Linked DNA regions of Mus musculus: all the other regions are linked to region 1. A link is a contact called in public HiChIP or PLAC-seq and Micro-C data. All regions are on one chromosome and are shown on one strand. The core of a region is the stretch at or near the end of the contact, and the rest is flanking DNA. Distances in the headings are between cores, read along the strand shown. Region 1 overlaps Creb5 (cAMP responsive element binding protein 5). Region 2 overlaps Creb5 (cAMP responsive element binding protein 5). Region 3 overlaps Creb5 (cAMP responsive element binding protein 5).

The links. A called contact is a pair of places that touch in the nucleus more often than the background predicts. HiChIP or PLAC-seq counts read pairs in DNA pulled down with a chosen protein or histone mark.
Region 2: a contact with region 1 is called in a Micro-C map of macrophages, with 3 times the contacts expected there. The contact joins two enhancer-like sites. A contact is called at or near these places in 5 of 484 Hi-C or Micro-C datasets (erythroblasts, macrophages, muscle stem cells and 2 more), 2 of 115 datasets of contacts at active chromatin or transcription factors (bone marrow-derived macrophages and embryonic stem cells) and 2 of 9 other capture datasets (embryonic tail and embryonic trunk).
Region 3: an H3K4me3 HiChIP or PLAC-seq map of bone marrow-derived macrophages shows a contact between it and region 1, with 4 times the contacts expected there. The contact joins two enhancer-like sites. A contact is called at or near these places in 1 of 484 Hi-C or Micro-C datasets (liver) and 2 of 115 datasets of contacts at active chromatin or transcription factors (bone marrow-derived macrophages and large pre-B cells).

Annotation. Positions count from the first base shown.
Region 1 is chr6:53,587,904-53,591,741 of GRCm38.p6, reverse strand. The region is part of intron 5 of Creb5 (cAMP responsive element binding protein 5); the gene reads right to left. The region is part of intron 3 of Gm33392 (a long non-coding RNA gene); the gene reads left to right. Among named protein-coding and RNA genes, the nearest start is that of Gm33392, 3.1 kb to the left of the region's middle. Within about 2 kb of position 1,786, at least 135 of the 459 cell types and tissues checked have an H3K27ac peak or open chromatin away from gene starts, as enhancers often do. A contact at or near this core is called in bone marrow-derived macrophages, macrophages, muscle stem cells and 1 more, where this site is marked.
Region 2 is chr6:53,460,108-53,463,945 of GRCm38.p6, reverse strand. All of the region lies in intron 5 of Creb5 (cAMP responsive element binding protein 5), which reads right to left. Among named protein-coding and RNA genes, the nearest start is that of Gm38815, 9.5 kb to the left of the region's middle. Within about 2 kb of position 1,880, at least 29 of the 459 cell types and tissues checked have an H3K27ac peak or open chromatin away from gene starts, as enhancers often do. A contact at or near this core is called in macrophages, muscle stem cells and pro-B cells, where this site is marked.
Region 3 is chr6:53,507,399-53,511,236 of GRCm38.p6, reverse strand. All of the region lies in intron 5 of Creb5 (cAMP responsive element binding protein 5), which reads right to left. Among named protein-coding and RNA genes, the nearest start is that of Gm38814, 16 kb to the right of the region's middle. Within about 2 kb of position 1,961, at least 6 of the 459 cell types and tissues checked have an H3K27ac peak or open chromatin away from gene starts, as enhancers often do. A contact at or near this core is called in bone marrow-derived macrophages, where this site is marked.

The DNA.
Region 1 (3,838 bases), core at 537-3,036:
GTGATGCCTGGAGTGCCTGCCATCTTCTGGGAGAACTTGCCAGGACAGACTGCCCTGTTTCGGCTCTCACAGTGTGTCAGTTATCTAGACTGAGTTTGGCGCTCAGTAGGAGCTATAGTTTGAATGACTTAATGAGATTACTATATTCTATCCTGTCTCTCAATTCCTCGAAGTGGTACCCCTATGATTTATATGTGACAAGGATAATTTTTATTTTAAAATTCTTTCTCCAAGTCCTCACACATGTGAGGCAGTTGTTCTAACCCTGAGCCGTGCTTCCAACAACTTGTCATGATTTTATTTTTGATTTTTCTTGTCTTTTTTTTTTAAAGACCATGGTAACATGAAGTAGCATTCTGACTTTTAGGGAAGGTGTGGTCAGGTCAGATTAGCCCTTGTCTTAAGCAAGGGACATTGGAGCAGGGCAGGGGTTCTAGGAAGTCATTCTTTTGTACAACCTCCCAGAGCTACCTTCAAAGTCTACTGGCTTTGCAGGAGCTGAACTGATACTAATCTGAAACAATCAAATCTCAGCAATAAAGTTTGTAATTATGATACTTGGTATATACTTCGCACTTTGTATGGAAGGATCTCAGAGGCCTTCTCAGCCTGGGATGGACTGGACACACAGGCAAGTGGCCATGGCTGCTGCTTCCCTAGGGTCAGGGCTGCTTCTGTTATTAAGTAGCAAGATAGAGACAGTGGCCATGTTCTGTGCATGAACACACTCACCACACATACAAACACAGCAAGCAGATTACATACTAAAAGGCAAAAAAAGAGAGAGAGAGAGAGAGACAAACAAAACAAAATAAAATAACCTCCAAAACAACAACAATGAAACCTAAAAAGACTTGAATTTTGGATAAATTGGACTGTATTAGCTGGGTCAAACATTGAAAGCTAGGCTTCACTTTATTCTTAGTTATCATTAGCATGCTTGTATGTATGTACATGTATGAACGAGTGTGACTGTTTGAATCAGTCTTTTCTTCCACTATGGGGTCTGGAGAGCGAACACGGATGATAGGGCTTGTGTGGCCATTTCGTTTACCCACTGAGCAGTCTTATCAGCCCCAGGGTTGAATACTTTTGACCTGTTTTTCTTTGCTGTTTCTCCCAAGCCTCTTGTCACCGTATTTGTGAATACATTTGAAGGGGTGATGCACAGTGGAACACACCTCTCATCCCAGCACCTGGGAGGCCAAGACAAGAGGGTCACAATTGAGGCCAGCTTGGGTTCCACAGTGCAATTCTGCCTCAAAAACCAGTAAAGCCAACAAAGTATAGAATAGTTGTGGATAAATAAAATTTAAAAATTTAAATGTCTACATCTATTAAGGACATCAAGTCTTTTAAAAAAGCTTGTTTTTCTTTTAAGTTCATTGAGAAAAACAGACCAACAAACAAAAAATCTTTTAGGTGGAAATACTTTAGAAAAAGTCATGTAGAGGCACCTTTCTCTCTCCCCTGGTGGCCTTGTGTTGTGCCAAAGAGGGGTGACTTGTACTGTACCCAAATTACTCTCCAGACAGTCTTATTCCTGCCCTTAAATTAATGTGGAATTTGGGGTTTCACATTTAAAATGTAATTTGGACTCATTTTAGATGTCTTCCTACAGCTTAATAAACATCTTCCCCAGACAGATTCAGGGTCTGATTTTAATTTGTGGTAGGGTTGCAGGCAGCGTAAACGTCAGTTTCAGCTACAGAGAGTAAATCTGCCCTAGAAATAGAAACTGAAAGCGACTGGCAGTTCACTTGAGCACATACCACATGATGTTACCCACAGGAAGCAATGACTCCCTGAGAAGCCCCTACACTGGCCTGTGATGAGAGCCAAGTCTCTCCTCAGAGCCCTAAGCTGTGACCCAGAACAGAAAAGTTCCAGTGCTGCCTTCTCTGGATGTGTCGATCTGAAGTAAAATGGTAAAATGAACTAAGTTGTTGGTGGCGTAGGTTTGAGTATGAACAACCCGCAGGGCCACTACTGCTTCAGCCAGCCACTCATTCACCTGGGGGCCTTGGGCTAAGTCCTAAACGCCTCTGAACTTCCACTGCTTTATGTATAAAATATAAACAACTGACCAAGAATCTCAAAGAGCTTTATAACACTAAACTTACATCAGTTCCTGTGGTTCCCATAGTTAAGGAAGCTGACGTTGGAAGAGATCAACAAGTGCGTATTTCAGAGAAAGAATCCATCAGTTAAGAATATATCTGTCTAAAAGTCAAGGGAAATGGGTGAAGAATTTCTCACTGGGTGCTCTAGAACTCCAACTTCCTTGAACAATAGCAACAGCCCCCTTCTTCTTGGTTGTCCCTAACATTAAGCCTAACAGGGAAGGAAAGCAATGTCCTAAAGAGCAGGAGAGGGGACAATGTCTTCTCATGTACAGTCACAGGTATAAAACAAAGGTTTAACTTCATGTTATTTATTTGTATCTGCCATTTATTATCGTGCAGAATGACATTTTGAGGAGTCTTGGAAGACAGGCTCCCAGATGAATAGCTCTAACTTTTTAATGCAGTGTCCATTGGGACTGGCTGGAAACCTGGCATTTTGAAAACAGTAAAGATCCTTCAAACCCGAGAATGGAAGCATTGTAACTATCATGTATTAGATGCTACCGGCCCCGCCTGCTAAGCAGCCGGGATGACATTCATTAAGGTCCTATGCTGAGCTGTGGATGGTCACCCAGTGCCTGTGAAAGTTGTGAGCATCAATATGGTGGGCTAGAGACTGCCTAGAGAACTGGCTAAACACTATTCCTAGGGCAGCTGGACAAGTCTCCTCTGAGTAAAGCAATGTGCCTTCTCCATTTGAGTGTTCATCAAGCAACAGAGGGTCTGAAGGAAACCAAAGTTCTCAAGCAAAGGAAGGGGGTGCTGTCTCTGTATGATTACTTGTCTTCTCTTGATCTTGGGAAGGGACAACTCCCATGGATGCTTCTCTTTCTCAAGATCTTGGGAAGGGACAAATCCCATGGATGCTTCTCTTTCTCAAGCCTTCAGATTTCTACCAGGAGTTAGACTACCTGCTCGCCTGGGTCTCCAGCTGGTGGACAGCAGATTCTGGAGCCTCTTGACTTTCATAATATAAGCCATTAGCCAATTCCTTAAGTCAGGTAGGTATACAGGAGGTGGATAGATAGTTGGACAGCCCTCTACTTACGACAGGGCTGTATCTGGATAAACTCATGACAACTTTGTGAGTATATTTTGTAAGTCATAGCTGTATTTCATATACTATTGCAAGTCATACCTTAGCTGAGTTTACATAAAAATTATTAAAACATTTATATTAGTCTATATTTGAACAAAATTACTTATTCTAACAGTTATGTTATGGTAAAGTATCTCATTTGATTTATTGGGTCCTGAGCTGAAAGTGAAGCAGAAGGCTGGAAGAGTCTATGTTCCCAGCACCACAAACAACTGTAAGTCAGAGATCATCATCATCCATCCACCCACCCATCCATCTATCTACCCACCCACTCATCCATTCACCCACTCACCCATCCACCAACTCATCCATCCACCCATCCATCTATCCACCCATCCACTAACTCATCCATCCACCCATCCATCTATCTATCCACCCATCCACTAACTCATCCATCCATCCATCCATCCATCCATCCATCTGTCCACCCATCCACCCACCCATCCATCCACCCACTCATCCATCCACCCATCTATCCTTCTATCCACTTATTCATCCACCCACCTATCTATCCATCTATCCACTCACCCACTTATCTATCCATCTATCCATCCATCCATCCATCTCCTTCTTATTAGTGTGTTTCTCTGACAAAACTTGATTAATATAGTGC
Region 2 (3,838 bases), core at 631-3,130, 130 kb after region 1:
GGCACTGGTAGAGCAAGGTGACAGAAAAATAGAAGAAAAGGCATTTCTGGCATGGGGAAAGCAGCGTATTCTCCATTGAAGTGTAACCAGTGGGGGCCTGGGCTGAGCTGGCCCTGGTTTTATAACCTCTCCACACATGTGCACAGTCAGGGCTAAATTTAAAACCTATACCGTGAACCTTAGGAAAATAAACCACATTAAACATGCACAAATTGAAAATATTACACAAGAGATTTCACAGGAAATTGGTCCAAATTTAGCTTTGCTCTTTATGTATTTAAGCCTCTTATGCATTGCTCAGAACTTTCTATCAGAATTCTAGTTTTCCCTGCCCCCACCTCAGTCCCCTCCGGCTCTGCAACGGGCTGCTTAGTTTTACAAAACTTACTATTATTATTTTTTTAACTTCCAAAGAATCCTGCTGTACTTTCATCAAACAGTGTGCTGGCTGATGAGTCATAGCATTAGTGGGAGGGGTGGGTGTCTCCATGAGAGGGCCACACTGATCCCCTAGACGGACTGCTTCTCCCTTAACATATGTGTGAACCTATACAAGGCATCCAGAACAGATAGACTGACAGTTTGGGAAATCTCCTTTCTCTTATTATATAGCCATTGTGATAAATACCATCTCCATGGTTTATAGTCTCGCATTTATTTCCTCTCTCCTATACGTTTCTTTTTGTTCTTAATCTTGGATTGTCATTCTCTGAACCTCCCCCAAGTGCCCCCTCTGGAGTGAAGTCATGCATAGGTAAATAAATAAACTACTCCGATGCTAAGGGTTTAACAACCCAGCTCTTACAATGACATGCATCTTATCGTGGCAGGTCACAGAGCCAGAGCTGGACCACCCTTTCCCCCTCAGCTCTGGTTTTCTGCCATCAGTGGTGACTGTGGGGTGCTGCCAGGGCATGCCAGTCTGTAGCCCCAGGAGCTCAGCAATTGCCAGGTGACAAAGTGTGCCAAACCGAAGAGTGGTTTTGGGGGTGGGGGGACAGACACACATGGCCCGAGGACATGCTGGGAGGTGCCACTCTTTCCCAATTGTTGCGGCCAGCCAGGACTTGATTATTACTGGCGCTTTCTTACAAACCACTTTTCGGAGCCTTATTAAATTAGAGCTTGTTTTCTATTTAGGTTGGAATTTTTTAAATGATTTTTGAAACCTGAAATTCATGGTGTGTGCCTGCTTCTCTTTACTATGCCAAAAGAACACGGTCGATGGTGAATGTGATTACAGTTATCCTGGTCCCTTCCTTTCCTTCCCTCCGATAATTCTCTACTTCTTATGAGAATTACAAGGCTCAGGAAGAGGGAATACGTCAGGCAAATGTGCAGTGCTAGACTGCAGTCAGAGAGCACAGCGGATACGGGGTGTCTGGGAGTCTGGAGAGCTGGCAGGGAAAATTACCCTATTGTAAAGAAACTTGCAGAAGGTTCCCTTATTCCTATGACTGTATTCCTCTAGTTTTTATTTTAGAAAAATTGAAAGAACACCCTGGATTCCTGCCAGTGCTGTTGGCTAACCTGGGGAACAACATCTGCCCCTCCTTTATCCACTGATAAGGGCAGGCATCACATATGCCCAGGGGTCTTGCACCAGGACTCCAAGAGGAACATGTGTTTGGAAGACACCCAGGCAGAGTTCTGTCCAGAAAGGGTGAGGACCACAAGCTGAGTCAATGGTTTGGCAAGGAGAATGACTTCAATTTTCTGGCTCATTAAAAGTATTATGGAAATCAAGGTGACATCATGATCTGATGAGCCTATTAAGGGAAGGATCATGTGGATCCGAAAACTGCAAAGTCCTAAAGATAGGCACGCTCAAACGAGCCCACAAACAAGGAGGCTGAGACAAGAAAAGCAATTTGTTTACATACCACGGAAAAGTTAAGTAACTTCCCTGATTGCAAACATTTGTTTTCAAGTGTCAGGAACGCCATGAACCCGGAACTTGAAATCCCCACCCTGTGATTGACAGCCTTGCAAACTCTGTGTCTCTTTGTTCCTAACACTAAGCCCTACTCAGGGTCTCACTCTGGGGAGTGTCTCCTGTTCCATTCACCTACCACACAATCCTGCTGCTAGTGTGCTGGTGTTTTATGGACCTTACAGCCTATTAGATGGCTTGGAGCATACAGATGCAATGATTTTTCCCCTTTAAATCACCTAGTCCTAGAAGGAGGTAGAAGGAGACTTTGAAAGGAGCCAAGAAGAAACTACAGGATCAAAAAAAAAAAAAAAAATCAGTGTCACCACTTAAGCTACTCCCCTTTCTTCCCTTTTCAAGATGACGTGAGTGGGGTACAGCAGTTCTAACTGCGCACCCGGCCTGCAGGAGAACAGGAGGAAGACCCAGTGTAACCAACCTCTACAATTCCATTCAGTACTTTTCGGAAAAAAAAAACATAATTATACACACATGCATCTACAAATGCAGGCTTTCCTGACCAAACATAAGCACACGCAGATTAAAATCAAAGCCCACCCTGGGCTGCCCTTCATAGCCATCTCTCATGGCCTCCCTTGTGACCAAGCAGTGAAGTATTCAAGACTGTATGACAGGGTTACTGCAAACTTCCAGAAGGCTCAGTTCAAAAATGCCCAACCTGTTTGAGATACTGACCTTCCCTCCTTTGCAAATTATAGGGCAGATAGCTCAAGACACAACAAGCACGCTCTTCAGCGTGCGACTGTTAGCACTTGTGGCTGAAGAACAGGCATGTAACAGTTAGCACTGTGGCTGAAAAAACACACGGCTGAAGAACCCCCCTTGTTCACCTCAGGGCGGACTGTCTTCCACCGTGTGGATGTGCAGTCCTAGTCCTGAGAAAGCTGGGAGTCTACTAAGTTCTTCTCTGAGAAGATGTCAACAATGGCCCTTCCTGGTTTGAAAAGGCCTCCTCATTCCCTTCCATAGCCATGGAAACTCAGAGTGTGTCACCAAAGAGGTCCTGGCTACAGGACAGTCATTCTGTAGAATATAGTCTTGTTCTGGTTCTTAGTTTGCCTTTTTATTTTTCCTCTTAATACTTTTATCCCCACATCTGTTATAGCTCAATAAAAGGAGAGTGGGGTGGTAGATCTTTTACCACAGTTCTCTTGCCAAGGTAGACAGCTCCATAAGCCATGGAGGCATGCGTATTAGTTCCTGAAGCTTCGCTAACATAACAAATTACCAGACTGGATGCCTTAGAAACAACAGCAATGTGTTTGGTTTGGGAGGCTAGAAGTCTGACATGGCGGTGCTGCCCAGCTTTTTCTTCTGGAGTTCTGAGGCAGAACATGTGTGTGCCTTAACCCTAGCCTTGAATACTCCCCATAGTCCTCTGCATTCCAAGGTCTTCAACTGTACCAGCTCAGTGTCTGTCTGTGTAGTCACATGATACATTCCCCTGTGATTCGGTTCCTCCACCTCCACATAAGGAGTCCAGTTGTTGAATTTTGGACCCATCCAAGTCCATGTCTTAACTTGAATTACATCTTAAGTCAGGGGTCATTTATATGTGCCAGGCATTAGGACTAGAGTGTGTCTTCTGGAAGAACACCTCTCAGTTCGTAACCACACACATCCAATGGTCAAGATTCACAAACAAGCCAGTCTTGCCTCTGAGATGACAACTCACTGAGCCTACGAACAAGGCTGTCCTGGGGTATGGTACAGTATAGGATGATTCTATGGAAGTGGCCATACTATAGCCCTTGAGCTTAGGGGAAGGCCATACTGTTGGGGAAGCAAAACTATAGAGAAAGAGGAAATGGTAGTGAAATACTGGAGGATTAAATCAAAACTGAGACAGTGGAGGCTCACAGAGGAGGCAGGATACAACACTCT
Region 3 (3,838 bases), core at 712-3,211, 81 kb after region 1:
TCTTTACACTTCACCCAATACTTCCAGTCTTGGCTCTTAATTCTAGCCAGGAAGCACAAAAAGCAGATTAAGAAAAATGCCTGATTTCAACCCTAAAATAACTGGAATGTCAACTGGGGTAAGACTGAAGTGGTGAGTCAAAGGACACACACAGGATCCTCATTTTCCACAAAGCCTGTTAGTTTCTTATGCAAAAATGTTGGTTTTAAAAAGATATTGAACTCAACCATTTCAAGCTATGAAACTCATCATTTATTAATCATTCATTAAATATCTGCTATCAAATCCCAATAGATAGTTGCCCAGCCAAGTAAACACTGGCTTTCCAAGGCTTAAACAGAAAGCTAGTTCACAGATTTTCAGTTTTTCTTGCCTGTGTCTGATTTCCATCCCAAACAGACACTTTCAAAACTTGGAAATGTTAGGTCTCAAACCCGGGACAAATGGCTTACTGAAGTGCCTATTGAACATATCAAAGTGTATTAAGGCTGCCAGGTTCTCCCACTATTCCTCAGTCCCTACCTGTAACAGGGGTATGGCTGGCATGACCTGTCCCTTACCCTAAACTTCTCCAGCCCAGGGGCTGGACTGCCCTTCCCCCAACTGCCCTTCCCTATATTATCCAGCCCTTTTGGTTTTCTGGCACATTTTTAGTCTACCCTTTATCTTCCTGGTCTCTTGGTCAGTGGCTCCTCTTCCTTCTCCCCTCCCCCTCTCCTGACAGGGCTTGGCTCAGGGTCAAGTTCATCCCAAACTCTCCCTTTTATCTACAATAAACCTTCTCCTCCACTATACCTAGCCAGGTCCTTCCTTTTTTTCTTTTTCTTTTCTTTCAGAAAATAAAATTAAAATGAGTTACTAAATGCAGTTCTCCTTGGACTTAAGAATTCCCTGACTAGAATGGAGAATATATTCCTTCGCTTATTCAACTGGCCTAAGCATTCCTTTGCATTTACATTCACATTTTTCTTTGTGCGAGTGTAAACCTAAATGATGTGGATTAAATGCCTGCAGAGGGCAGCATGTCGCATCCAGGATCGCGTCTCATTGTGATGACTGGCCTCGCTGCCACCATTGTCACCGTCATCTCTCATAATTGGCCTTGCTGTCACCATCATCTCTGTCACTCTTATGGTGCTGGTATTCCCAATGTTCTCATCTTGGAGATATACTTTTTTAAACATATGTGTGGTTGTTGGGGTGGGAGTGGGCACAAGTGTGTGTGTGTGTGTGTGTGTGTGTGTGTGAGAGAGAGAGAGAGAGAGAGAGAGAGAGAGAGAGAGAGAGAGAGAGAGAGTGCATGCATGCTAGATTGTCCTTGTGGAGGTCATGGGACAGTTTTAAGGAGCTGGTCCAAGGCTGTTGGCCTTCATGCTTCTGGGTGATTCGTTTGTCTCCATCTCCTCTCTCACCTTGGGAACGCTGGGACCACAGAGGCATGCCAGTACATCTTGGTCTTTACATGGGCTCTGGGACACAAGCTTGGGTTATCAGGCTTGCACAGTGAACCCTCTTACCCGCTGAGCCATCGCCCTTGGTCCCAGTCTTACAAAGTTGTAAGGTAGATTCTAGTAACATAATCTTTAGTCTCGTTATGAATATTGACTCTTCATACATTTCTGATACATTATTTAATTCAAATTCAAAAGTCCTCTTATAAGCCCATAACAACAAAGGTGCTGACATAGAGTTTTGTCGACCTGCTATTAGGTAATTTATGAACTTTAACCTGCAGAGACTTCTCTATAACAGAGCCGGTGGCAAGGGAAACCAATGAAAGCAAAGTAACTTCTCTAGATGTGTTCTCACTGGCATTAGTCTCTGCTCAGAAACAAACACTCCATAGAATCTGTTTCTTTAAGATTCTAAAAATAAGTTGATCTGTAAGTGACTTTGCTGTAATGCATACAGTGAGTCAGACAGAGGAGTAATAGCCATTTATAGAATGTGGACTGCACTTTGGACTGGGGCAACCACTTAACCCTCACAAAGGGAAAAGTGGCCTTTCAGATAGATGGTACAGGGTTTGGTCTGTGAGTCTTATTTCTAAAAGGAATCTTATTATAACTCTGGCTAAAAATATTGGACTATGTCCAGAGTCGATCACATGGTCAAATCCTTTGATAAAAAGAAGTTTGTCATGAGATTATATGTGTGCACATCTATGGTCTCTGTGTGCATATTCTGTACTGTGTGGTAATTTTATTATTGGTTGGTTAGTTCAGCTTTTGTCAACTTGACACAACCTAGAGTTATCAGAGAGGAAGGAACCTCAACAAAGACAATGCCTCCATAAGATATGGCTGTAGGCTACCTGTTAGGCATTTTAAATAGTGATTGACGTGGGAGGACCCAGCCCATGGTGTGTGGTGCCACCCTCAGACTGATGGATTTTATAAGAGAGCAAGATGAGCAAGCCAGTAAGCAGCACTCCTTCATGGCCTCTGTATCAGTTCTGCCTGCTAGTTCATAAACCCTTTCTTCCCCATCTTGCTTTTGGTCATCGTGTTTCATCACAGTAATGATAACCCTAACTAAGAATATATAAATATAAATATATATATATATATATATATATATATATATATATATATATATATATATATATAGTCTGTGAAGTCAATCTCTAGATTTGAGTGTTCTGTGTAACCCTGAAACCACACCTGGATGGCAGAGGGTGCTATCATACCACATGTGCATTTCCATGGCAAGCTTGTGTATTAAGGCATATATACCTTAAAGATATATACCTTAAAGATATATACCTTAAACATATGTACCTTAAACATATGTACCTTAAACATATATACCTTTTTGTAGTGCTGTGCATTGACCCTAGAGCCCCATCTCATTCCCTACATTTTATTTCTGATAAAAAAAAAGTAAATAACTTCTTTTTTAAATAGGTATTAGACAGTGACTTAGGATGGCTTTGTGTGAACACAAAAACATCATTTAACATCACTCGCTCTTAGCTTCTTCTCCTATAAAATGGAAATAAGTGCAGACCCTGCTTCAAGAGGCTGAGGAGAGGATGAAGCAGTGCCGCACACGTGAGGTACCCAGGACTCCTAATAAGACTGTTAGGAATGTCACTACTGTTCTTTTCTCCCTGGCAGTTAGAGCATGGTGCAATTTCCTCTTTGCTCTTTTCTAGGACTTTGGATTTCATTGCATTTCTAGCGTGTGCCTTCATAGCCTTGTAAATACTTGCCTTAGAGGTCAAGTCTGGTGGCTAGATGTTGACAAAGTTTCCTTGCATGGCTGATAGAATGAATATTTTAAAGGGCATAAATGACTGAAGATGGAGAGATGGGGGAAAGGAGGAGGAGGAGGAAGAGACACAAGAAAGCATTTTGTAAAGAAGAATTTGCCCCCTTCTCTCATGTGATCTTCATTTACAAACATGTCAGCTGTTGCCTGCACAAGGATCTCAAACCTGGTACACTCGGAAGCAATGCTCTACCAGAACTATGACTTCATTTCAGTGTTACTTGATGACCATCTCCACTATGGTAATAAGATCTTTTTGGTCTTAGTACAATTCAAACCCACTTGAGATTTCCTAACCATCTATTGGCTAACAAACTGGTTGTAAGTATTAGGAAATTCCACCCTGGGACTTGGGGACCTATTTTATTTGGATTATAGGATCTTCTTGAATTAAATCAATAACTCAGTCAGTTGTGTTTCTTTTCATCTCAGGAGACATCTTGGCCTTAAAACACAAACTCACACATTGGAATGCACATGTGGTATGATGACACCACTCTGCTGCCCAGGTGTGGTTCCAGGGTCACATAGAACACTCAAATCTAGAGGTTGACTTCACAGTCCA